Linked DNA regions of Mus musculus: region 1 is linked to region 2. The links are chromatin contacts, called in public HiChIP or PLAC-seq maps. All regions are on one chromosome and are shown on one strand. Each heading gives the region's core, a stretch centred on a gene start, on an enhancer-like site or on the middle of the called end of the contact. The rest is flanking DNA. Distances are from core to core; before and after follow the strand shown. Region 1 holds the start of Atp11c (ATPase, class VI, type 11C). Region 2 holds the start of Fgf13 (fibroblast growth factor 13).

Region 1 (5,997 bases), core at 2,387-4,886, 1.3 Mb after region 2:
AACTTCTAATTAAATTTACCTGTGAAGCAAAATAATTGAACAGGCAAAACTACTCTCACGTTTGTTATTTTGATGGAAATGTTGACTAGAAACAAATAGTGCTCCTAAGACCCCCACACACAGGCCTAACTCCCAAAACGCTGTACTATCAAATCCCTTGATAGTCTACCTCAAACTGTCAAAACCCAGGCATAGCGGGACTTGTCTGTAATCTCAGCATTAGCTAAGGGATCGGGATGGAGAGAGTTCAAAGCCAGACTAGACTATCTACAAAAAGAAATAAGTAGCTAGCTTTTGTGGCACATGCCTCTGATCCTAGGACTCGAGGCAGAAGCTGATGGTACTCTGTGAATTCAAAGCCAAGTTGGTCTACAGAGTAAGTTTCAGAGTGGCTGGAACTATCTATGTAGGAGATCCTGTCTCAAGAACCAAAAACAGGGGGCTGGAGAGATGGCTCTTGTTAAGAGCACTGACTGCTCTCCCAGAGGTCCCGAGTTCAATTCCGAGCAACTACATGGTAGCTCACAATCATCTATAACAGGATATGATGCCCTCTTCTTGTATGTCTGAAGACAGCTACCGTGTACTCCTATACATAAAAACAAATAATTCTTTAAAATAAACAAAACCCCACAAAAGGCTGTCAAAAGGAAACAGACACTGGCAGCTGCCAAAAATCCTACAACCCAGCCCCTGGAAGGTGGAAGCATGCATCAGGAACCCAAGGTCACTGAGTATAAGACCACCTGTACTATATGAGACACTGCCTTAATTTTTTTAAAAGTTGTAATTCATCAGAAAGGACAATTCTTAGCGGCAAAGATGTAATGTCACGGCTGTGTCTTTAGAAGTACAATTAATCACTATCTCTTTTAGCTCAGAAAGAGGGGGAAACAGAAATGACATTTTAAAAATGACTCAACACACATAACTGAGCTCTTCAGAAGATGATGTGATTCCTGCAAGATTCTGACCTCCTATACCAGGTTTAAGACTCAAAGATAGCCTCATTGCAATATGCCAGCAATGACCAGCAACTGTAACCAACACTACTATAATTTATATAATAGTCAAAGTCAATTTCAGATACACATGACTGCCAAATAAACAGCAGAATTGACTTCCAAAGAATTCATAGCCCTATCTGTAAAATATTAAAACAATTTTAAGGATAACACAGAACTTGGACTACATCTACTGGGCTGTGTAAGTCTGAACATTTCAGTTAAATCTTTAATTTACTGATCTAGTTATTTAAATGTGTGTACTACTAAAAGAATGTACTCCCTGTAGATGACAATAGCAGAGTTTGAGGGATTTAAAATTTTCCCACCCCAGCCCCCAAATTTCAAGTCATTTTTTAGCAGTGAGACTTTGACAGTGTTTAATGGTATATTCAGTGCAATGATTTGCAGTTTAATTCCTTTCTCTAGGCCTAGGGCTCAGACAAAACTCCTAAGAACCTTCTAGCTTATGACAGTGGAACAAATTCCTAGGACTTATCACAGTCAGGGTTGTGCAGTAAAATGTGAACAGCTGGACATCTTAGTTGAAACAATGAGGTCAAAGCTCCCTTTAGCATGAGCAAAAGTGAGTCTCTGCAGAAATCTTGGGAGAGATGCAGAGTATCAGCAGGCTGGCACCTCAACAGCCACTGCAAATTCTACTGCATGCCCTAGCTTTGTGGGCCAGCACTGCTTACTTTTTACAGATACAATGCAGAGCACTCTTAGCAAAAGAACACCAAATGGGAAGTGCTTTTGGGTCAACACCGTTTGTTTAATTCCAAATGTCCAAAGTCTTCAAAAATGGGATGTCAGCATCTTTACTTTATGAATTTAATATGACCCAGAGAGCAGCTAGTGTCTAACATATGAGTGTCATGTGGAAAGGCTACCCTTTTGCTGAGCACTACAATTAGCTTTCGTGTCGCCTTTCCCTTTTTATCGCCCCAAAACAACACTTCCAAATCACGAGAGCCTATGTGAAACAGAACTAGGAGGTACAATGCTCTTTTACAGTCTCAGGCGAAATGTGAGAACAAATGTTAGTCACTTGCTTCAGCAAAGCATCCAACACAATCCACTGCCCATGGCTCTTGAGATCCTGCATGTACACACCGTTTCCTGCTCAGTGCCACAGGTAATAATTACCTCCACCTCCCTTTGCATGTTTCTGAGTGAAACAGACATCTGGCAAAACCTAAAAAGTATTAGTATACTGATATCCTAAAAGGGGATGCCTTAAGTGTGATTAAGCAGGGGACATTTGTGAAAGTTTCAGATATGGGGGGTGGGAAATGACAGCAAATTGTTCTGACCTATGAAAAATATGTCAGCAATGATTTAATTAGAAATGACTCCACAAAGTTACCAAATTGTCAAGTCCTTAAGTCTATCCTAAGACGGAATGGGGAAGCATTCTGCATTCTCCCCCTTAACTACAGGGAAAAAAATAAAAATTTTAGGATGATGGCTTTCTTTAATATCCGTGGCAGAAATAAAATCCTATTCCCTGACACCTCTTCTGGAAATTAGGGGAGTTGCTACAAACATCCTTTAAGTAAACTGCTCTACTTTACTCAGTTCTTAACATACCCTCTGAGTAAACAGGTTAATCCAAAAAGTCAATAGCAGCCAGAAATCGCTCCCTCCCAATCCCGTGCCACACTCCCCACAGAAATACAATTCCCTTTTCTGGGGGGCTTTAGAGGCGTGGAGAAGGTGGTCGGAGGAGTTCAGCTGCCGGGTGGATTCCAAGCCTGGAGCAGAGGGTGCTGCTCTGCGAGGCTTGAGCCCCAGGGTCTGTAAAGCTGGAACAGGCTCCCGCCGTCGCTGCTGGCCCCAGCCCATCGTGCCCACAGCCCTCGCTCTTTCTGTCACCCTCAAGGTGAGCTTGGAGGCTGAGTCCTCAAAGTTTGCCCAGTCTCTGGTCATCGGCCATGGCCCGGGCGAGGCTGAGCCCTGGTTTAGCCTCCGCTTCTCTCAGCCCCCTAGCTCTTCTTTTGGGCCACAGTGACAGGTCTAGGTTTACCTCCACGTGCTCGTGGCAGAGGAAACAAAAGAAAGCTTCCTCCCCGATAATTCAACGCCATCTTCCACTAATTGGGAAACTGAGCCCCCCGCCCCGGGGAGCCCCCCGCCCCGAGTTCCGCGCGTCTGTCACTCCGAGGCGATTCCCCAGGCTGGAGGCAGAGTTCCTCAGAGCCTCGGGGAACCTCAGCTGAAATGTCCCGGGGCAGGGGTGGGACGCCCGAGAGCCCCACCTGCCTCCCCACCCAGGCCACCCGGGGCGCCGGGTTTCCGCTAAAACGCAGAGGCGGGGGAGGGGGCTGGCGCGTCCCGCTCGTCCCCTCGCCCAGAGACTGCGAAGGAGCGGCGGGGGGCCAGCGAGCGGGCCACCGGGGTACGCGTGGAGCCGCGGCCAGTGTACTCACCAAACGGTTGAGGGTCCGGCGGAACATCGCGTCCGAGGCTGCGGGGTGCCAGGCTGGGCTCCGCTGGGCTGTCTGGGAAGGCGCCGTCCACAAAACACACTGCGGCGTGGGCCCGCGGCGCAAAGCGGACAGCTAGCTCGCCTGCCCTGTCGCCAGCCCGCTGCCGCCTGCCCTCCTGCCGCCTGCCCTCCTCGCCTCTGCGCGCCCCCGCCCCCGGCCGCCCAACCGCCCGCCCGCCCGCGCGCTCGCCGCCCCGCCCCGCCCCGCCCTCCCCGCGACCCGCCCCCAGCCCCGGCCCGCCCGCCTCGGGGGCGGCGGCCCCGTCGCTCCCCTTATCTGGCCCCAGCACCGCCCCGCGCTCCCGCCGCAGCCCGCCTCGCAGCGAGCCCGGCGCGCGGGGGAGGGATGGCGGACCGGCCGCTGCTCAGCCTGGCTCCCCGTCAGCGCCCGCCTCGGCACCCCGCGCCTCACGCTCGTCCTGCCGCTAAGCCCCCGGCCGAGTCCCCACTCGCCCGCTTCAGCGGTCGCCCGTCTCGGGCGTCCCCGCGCCTCGCCTGGCAGGACTCCCAGGGGTCTGTGAGGAGCCACGGTCTCCCTCACCCCGGCCCTAACTCGTCCGTTGGCGCCGCTTCGCTCGCAGTCCTTCCTCGGCCCCGCGCTTTCGCCCGCCCAGCACTTCTGGCTGAGGAGAGCCTCGGTGCGGCCCGCCTCGAGGCTTCCAGGCGTGCCCGCTTCCTGCCCGGGAGTGGCCGCTCTCTGAGGGACGACTCGGGACGAGCCGGGGACTAAGGGGACCCTGGCGCGGGCGGGCGGGCGCGGCGCGGGCGGCTGGAGTAGTTACAAAAGCCGCCCCCTCCAGGCGTCCCTCTTGGGTCCCACCTAAGCCGTCTTCACCTCGCAGTTGGGGTTGGGGCTTTGGGGCTTTGCGTTCCCTGTCGTCTGACTACCCCACCTAAGCCCGCTTACTTCCACTTTCTCTAGGAGGTTGTAAAGTCGGGCTTTGTGTCGTTGGTGCTGCGCAGCGGGGCGGGATTTCCCTGCCACCCTCTCCTTGATCGCCCGCCCTTTTCCACGCTCCTGGGGCACCCTGGGAGTTGTAGTCCAAGGGTTCGCTTGGACTGATATTGTGGGCTGGGAGCTCCCCCATATGCACGGCTCCAGTCAGTTCACAGGGTTGCAGAGGGAAGCTGCCCGAGGTTCTCCCTACCAGCTGCGTGCAGAAATCAGAAACACTGGGTAGATTCTTAGCTGTGGGAAATGTGATGAGGATAAATTACATAAAGCCCCGAATGCTGAAAGACTTTCCCAGAACTCAACATTTACGCCACAAGAAATCTTGCACGCCCTCAACTTGCTAACTTAACATTTGCATTTACAAAAGTTTAAAACTTAAAAATGAAAGCTTGGTCAAGTATTCCCTTGAACCTGGACAGTTCTCTCTGCTCCCACCCTTTTTTTCCACTACCTTCTGAGACCCGGCCCTAGGCTGTGAGCTGAGAACTTTCAAATTCTTCTATAAACATGTTGAAGAAGTAGGTAAAGGGAGCTCTTCTCTACGGAGAGGCGAGTTCTCTCAACAACCTGGAAAGGTTGGGCTCAGCTATTCCCTCGACCTAATGTGAACTCCTGAAGGGCTTTTATTGTGAGGCGGCTAGGGCACTACCACATTTTACCCCTTGAAGGATAGTTTGATTTCAGCATTTACTTGGGTGTTTTTTTTTTATTTGTGTGTTTGTTTGTTTCCTAGAAACTGGAAACAGCAATGTGTTAAAAGACCTCCCTAGTAGGCCGAAGTGAAGTTACAAACTACAAACACATAAAACCTACACATTTGAATGTAATGATTTCTAATGTCAAAGGAAACAGGGGAGAGGATAATGTCTTTACAAAGGATCCGGGGAAACTCCTGAAAACCATGCAATTTTCACTGGGCGAGACCTATAAACAGAGCTGCAGGAGATTAACCCAGGCCTAGGAATGTGGGAAGGCTTTGGAGGAGCCCAGGGAACAAAGTCCTGGGTAGAGAAGGAGAGGTCAGTTGAAAAGTACAGGGCAACCTACGAAAAAGAACACAGCCACTCTGTCAAGGCAGGAACCAGGACACATGTGGGCGGGGCATTACAAATGAAAGCTAAACCCCTAAGCAGCCATAGAAACAAGCTATGAAGTTTGACCTTGTTTCTGTGGTCAAGGAGGAGCCCAAGCACAATAAAGTGCAAATGCAAGAGATTGAAATTAGTTCCTGAAAGGTCCTAACTGCCTAGAGGGAAAGTCCAGCATTTCTACTTTCCCTACTATGACTCTCCGTTGCCTTACACTTAGGTGTGCCTAACGATTTGTAAGAAATCCTACATTTGTAGTAATTGGATATTAGGACACTTAATCGTACAACACAGATCTAAACTTGTGCTCTCTACTCCAAGGAATTGCTTTTAAGTAAAGTTGGTTTTTTTCCTGACTTTTATTGAACACAGAAACTATCTTAATTTCATTTATTAATTATTTGTTGAATAACTTTTATGTGAGGAACACTATTCTTAATACTGGAATGGGGAACTGAA
Region 2 (5,669 bases), core at 589-3,088:
AAAATGGATGTGAAAAGAACAGTTTCTGTTAATGAAGAGGAAGGAAAATAAAATCGTACTTATTTTCAAATTTAATATAAAACACATGATTACTCAAAACATAGGTTCTTGATTAAAATGATCATCAAGTATTAATCACCATAGATTAATCAAGCATTTAATTTATTTGCTTTCATTGAATACCGACACCTGCATTAAAATAATATTTATTGGTGTCACATAATCACACGTTGTAATGGCTTTTTTAAACAAATTTAATTCACAGCTTATGCATTACAAACTTTGTGCAAACTGAAGACGTATGCCTGCTTTTGGAAATTCCAGGGTGTGTAGAACACACAGAGAAATAACTGATGGATGAGTAAGTCTGGTTTGCTGTAATACTTGTCAAATAAAAGGCAAGAAAATGGTGCGGACGGTTTATATGGTCAAGAAAGGTAAATAAACTGCCTGCTCCCCTCCCTGCCCCCACCCCCACCCCCAAGGTCTACCTTGACGCAACCTGACACCTAAGGCTTTTGGAATTTCTTCTGTCGCGGAAATACCTTGCCACTCAGCACTGAAATGGTCCAAAAGGACCCACAACCTGAAGATGATTTAAGTGCTGTCTTTTGTCTTGTATTTAATGTCAAGTTATCAGTTTTACTAGTCTGACCAGGTCACTAAAATCTTTGACGCAAGGTTCTAGAATTATTGCCACCACCACAACCACCCCCCCTCCAGCAAACGCTTCAAAGCTGCCCCACAAGTCACGTCTGTCCCGAAAAGAAATGGAATGCCTAAACAGTGGAAAACTCATAGCCCTTGGGACTGGAACCTGGAGGGGAAGGGTCTGGCTGGCAGTGATGAAAGCAAGATAGGAGTTCCCCGGCTTTTCCAGGAGGGATGGGCAATGAAGTCAGCCCTGCTCCTCTCTTGCGATCTCCAAACCTACAGGACAGCCTGTCTGGGTTACGCCTTCCCTTAGCCCAGGGGCATGCACACCCATACATGCATGTGGCAGGTCTGAAGAGGAGGGCGCACCTCCAGGGCAAGCTATGCTCCTGGGCTCTGTGCCTGTCCCAGGGCAGTTGCATTGCAGCAAGCCTGTTTAACTGTTACAGAGGCAAGGAAAAAAAAAAAAAAAAGCAATCGCCTTCCCACGCACGCACACCGGCTAGGGGGCCTCATCTGCACAAGCTAGGCTCCAAACTCACCTACGCTTCCATGCCGCCCCCAACCCCCTTCACAGTCGCAAAGTAAGAGAGGGCAAAGATAAAAGGCAAAGCCCCTTTCCGACCTGGTCTCCTTCTGCGCCTCTTCTTGGAGCCAAAGAGTTTGACCCGGGAAAAGACGTTTAACTTGTTTTTGTCGCAGCTGGTCTTGCCTTTGCTGGGGCTGCTGACACACTTGCAGGCATTGGATTTCTCGCGCTCGCGGGCTTGTCTCTTTTGCCGGATGAGCGAGCTGGCGATAGCCGCCGCCATGGCCACGACGCCCACCACCACCACTTCTTCGGGGGCCCCTCTGCCTTCGCCTCCTCTCGCTCCTCCGCTGCTGCGCTGCTCGCGCCTTGGCCGCCTGGGTCTCCTTAGCCTGCGCTTGCTTGGCCGGGGCTTCTGGGCACTCCGGCTTCAGTCGCGGAGGGGGCTCAGCATGCCTTCTGAGCTCCTCCGAAGGTGCTCGGGCTCCCGCGCGGGTTCTGGTAGCCTTGGTCCGAACCGACGCCACAGCCCCGGGCCGGGATGGCAGGCGAGACTAGCAGGAGGCAGGCAGAGAGCTGCGCTTGTGACTGCGTGCGCTCGGCCCCTGAGCCCCGAGGACACGGTGCAAGTCCAAGCGGCTCGGGTCGGAGTTTCGCGGCACCCCCGCCCTGTGTCGCGTGGAGGGGGCCGGAGGAGGGAGGCGGGCGGAGGGAGAGCGCGCGGGCGGGAGAGAGGCCGCGGGCGCGGGCGGCGGGCGCGAGGAGGGAGGAGGCAGCGCACGGGGGAGCGCGCCCTCGCCCTGGCCCCTCCGGCGCTTCCACTAGTCCTTGCAACTTCGCCGCCTGAAGACCGGCAAAAGTTGGCCGGTGCCAGCTTTCCCGCAGGGATCAAACAGGTAATGGCCTGGCATCGTCGCTGTGGCTGCTGCTCTGGGCGCGGCACCGTCGCAGCACAGGAATTCAGTCGCTGCAGGCACCCTCCAGAAGAGCGCGACAGCCTGGCGGAGGCCCCCTCCCTGTCTCGGCGGCCCCTCCCTCCCGGAACCCAGCTACTGGCTCCCGCCCGCCCGCCGCCCCCGACCGCCCCACCCCCCGGGTGCAGAGTCCCCGCTCCCACGAACACCTGTAGAAGATCAAGACACTGCCCCGTTGCCCAAAGCCCTCTTTCCTTTTCCCTAAAAGAGGCTTAGGGAGAAACAGTGATGGAGGAGGCACTTAGGGTGAGATAGTTGCCTTGCAGGAGCTGGGCTGTGCTGGGCTTTGGGGCTGGGAGAAGAGGAAAGAGGGTGTGCATTGAGTACAGGACTCAGAGTTAGCCCCAGCCAGAACCCCAGAAGTTGCCCAGACTCCTGCACATGGCTCAGTAATAGCCCACATCCCACCAGAGACCTGCGGAGATATTTTGCATGGCGACACTTGTAGCCCTTCAGGAGAGGAGGCCAGGGCACACAGACGGGTTCAGCCCCCACTATAGCGGCAGCAGCAGGCACTGCAGAGCTGCTCCAGCACACCACGCTGCCACCCAGTGGTTTCTGCTGACTTTTCCTTTCGTGCTGAAGTGTACTGGCCAAGCCTCGTTGTTTTTTTTTGTTTTGTTTTTTTTTTCTCCTCGTCGCCCCCTCATCTGGCCATTTGGGAGCCACGCAGTGAGCCTGGACGTGTACCACGGGCAATATTGGGGGAAAAGAGCATAGCCCAGATCTTCATTTCAGCTCTGCTCCATCCCCCATTTCCTGCTTCCTTCTTTTACTTCTTCCTCAAAACCAAAAAGATTCATCTATAACCCCCAATTCTGGAATCAGCTTGGCCTTTTACTAGCTAATTTGTACTAATAGGTTCTTTCTCTCAGTCCTTGTAAATGCATTAATGAGATCATTAGTCCGTCCACCTCTGTACCTTTAGATGCTATTATTTTGCTGTTTTGTTTTAATCTCCAAGGCTAAATAGAAAGCTCTACTAGGGCTCTACGCTTTTTGTACTGGACCCTCTCCTCTTTCCCAGGTCATTTCAAAATAAACTAAAATGCAAAACCAATGCTTAACTTATCCAGAGTCTCTGAGAAAGCAAAGAAAACATCAGCTTAATTCATGGAGCGAAGACCCCTGGTTTGCTCCCACTGTGTCTGGAATGCCTGCACAGTTGGAGCTCCTCTTGTTCACTGTATTCCCATTTCCTTGTCATATAGACAACATCAGTCAAAATCCATTGAAAATTATTGATGAATGCGTGGTTGGTATTGATTCCAGATGGAAGAAGAGATGTCTCCACTCAGAAAGAACAATTGGTTAAATTTCAGGAACTAGGAAGGGAAGTATTTCATCGTAAGCTAGATCAGAAGAAACTTTGACCAGGACCAGATATTTGGGATTTGGAATGAATTTACTCTGGTACCTTATTCAAGGGCCCCTGTTCTTCAACTCATATTGCTTTTGGAATTCCAGGTCCAGTATATGAAAACGCTAAACAAGGACAAAGGTTTTATTTAGAAAAGGAACAGACTTGGCAAAGGATTAGGAAATATTACAAGGAAATGAAAAGGGCTTTCCTACATAGTTTTTCATCCATTTCTCCAGGAGAACTATTTACCATTTGCTTAAATAACCCCGGAATATTTTTAGAGTGCCTGTGGATTTATTGTCTTCTCTTGGTTAGATACTGTCAGTAAACAGACTCATAGAAGAAGACTTGAGCATATACAGCCAAGAGGGGCAATTACCATTACAAAGTACAAGTACGCAAACATCATCTGCTCTCCTAGTCCTTATGTACCATCAACTTGTTTGTGTTTTGACTGCGAATTGAACTCTCTGGCATGAGCACATGGGTCCACTGGGCCAACACTGACAACTTGAGTCCATGGGTATTTGCAAATACCTTTCCTGCTCAAATTCGTTTCTTCTCAGTTATTTCTCTAAACTTTATTTTTAGCTATTGCATAAAATATAAAAAAAAATTAAACTTACAACGGAAGTACCACAGTCTCTTAAAGCATGTATATTGTGTAATGTTTTATGTTAAAAACACCTGGTCAAATACTATTTACCATGAAAATCTTCAAGTTTTGAAATATACAGTCCATTATTGTGTATAGTCATCTTTCTGTGCGATAGCACATCGGAACGTTTTCCTCCCACCTAACTGTTACTTACACATTGATCAACCTTCCCCCATCAATCTTGCTAATTCCCAAACAGGGATAATAGAATAAATAAGACATAGTCCTTGTTGGCATCCAAAAGTTCCTTCTACTTCTTTATATTCTCCACCTCATTCTCTCATTTCTATGAGAAAATATCTGATGTGAGATTGATGAGACTGGATTAAGATGTCTCTAACTTAATGTATTCTGTCTGACTGTAGACCACATGCATTCTTCTCTCTCTTTCCTCCACTAAGATGTCTGTGACTCACAGTCAAGTTCAATCCAGAACATAAAGAAAGATATCTGTGGGGGATGGAGAGATGGCTCAGTGGGTAATAGCATTTGCTGTTATTGTATCAGACTCAAGTTTGGTACTATGTACTCATGTCAGGCTGCTCGTTGAGGTCCGAACAGTCTTCTGGCCCCTGTGGGCACCCTCCTCAGCATATTACAGAGACACACACTAATACACACTCAAACACATGCAGCCACACATGCATACGCAGACATGCACGTATATATATACATGGAACAAACGGGTCCCTCTAAATCACATTATCCAATTGGCTTAACTATAAATAAAGCATGCTTTTTATGGTTTCCTACCACTCATTTCTATTCCCCAGGTGCTTAGTAACTTAAAGAAAAGCATGAATATCATTTTTCAAATCCTCAAAGTGCTATGTATCTGAGGAGGGCAAAATGAAAGCCAGAATTGCAATATGTCCTAGAAAAGCCTATTTGTCTTTTATTTTCTCTCCACTGCCATCTCAGACCAGTAGAATGGCATTTGAGTGGGAGGAAGAATAAGAACTCTCTTTTGACACCTGCTTCCAAAACACCCTTTCTCCTGGCTTGCTTTATCAGTAGCAGTTCTGCTATGGGATTTTTGGATACCCTCCAGATTCATAGTTTGAACTCTTCTGGACTGTGTGAGTCTATTTTTCTTTGTTTCCCACAGACCTCCTGTTCCTCATGGTACCCACCAAGCTCATGCCTTGATCATATTACGAAAAATATACATTCTTAGCACTTTTCTCTATTTCCATTCCTAAAGAACTCTATCCTGGCACCCGACTAGTCAGGAGATATGTTTTGTTTTGTTTTGTATCTCCTATATTAACTGGCCATGTGAGTTTTGTGGGTATGATATTCTTCCTGTTGAAAGGAGTATCTTGGTCAATGTCAGTCACTTCCAAGCTGGAGTCTTCGCTTCCTAAAAGTAGCAGCCTGTAAATTCCCTTGACAATGTTTTAAACATGGCACCTCTACTTCCATCTATTCTGTGCAGTACAGCTCATTGTGGGATTTCTTTTTAAAATAAACATAAAAATTCAACTACTA

What was found. HiChIP or PLAC-seq counts read pairs in DNA pulled down with a chosen protein or histone mark.
Region 1: a contact with region 2 is called in an H3K4me3 HiChIP or PLAC-seq map of forebrain, with 9 times the contacts expected there. The contact joins the promoter of Atp11c here to the promoter of Fgf13 in region 2. A contact is called at or near these places in 5 of 39 promoter capture datasets (the C10 cell line, cranial neural crest, hippocampal neurons and 2 more), 1 of 484 Hi-C or Micro-C datasets (embryonic stem cells) and 1 of 115 datasets of contacts at active chromatin or transcription factors (forebrain).

What each region holds. Positions count from the first base shown.
Region 1 is chrX:60,400,369-60,406,365 of GRCm38.p6, forward strand. Atp11c (ATPase, class VI, type 11C) reads right to left here and starts at 3,637. Exons shown (of 30, transcript NM_001037863.2): 1 at 3,437-3,637. The coding sequence starts at 3,463.
Region 2 is chrX:59,132,598-59,138,266 of GRCm38.p6, forward strand. Fgf13 (fibroblast growth factor 13) reads right to left here and starts at 1,839. Exons shown (of 5, transcript NM_010200.3): 1 at 1,280-1,839. The coding sequence starts at 1,466.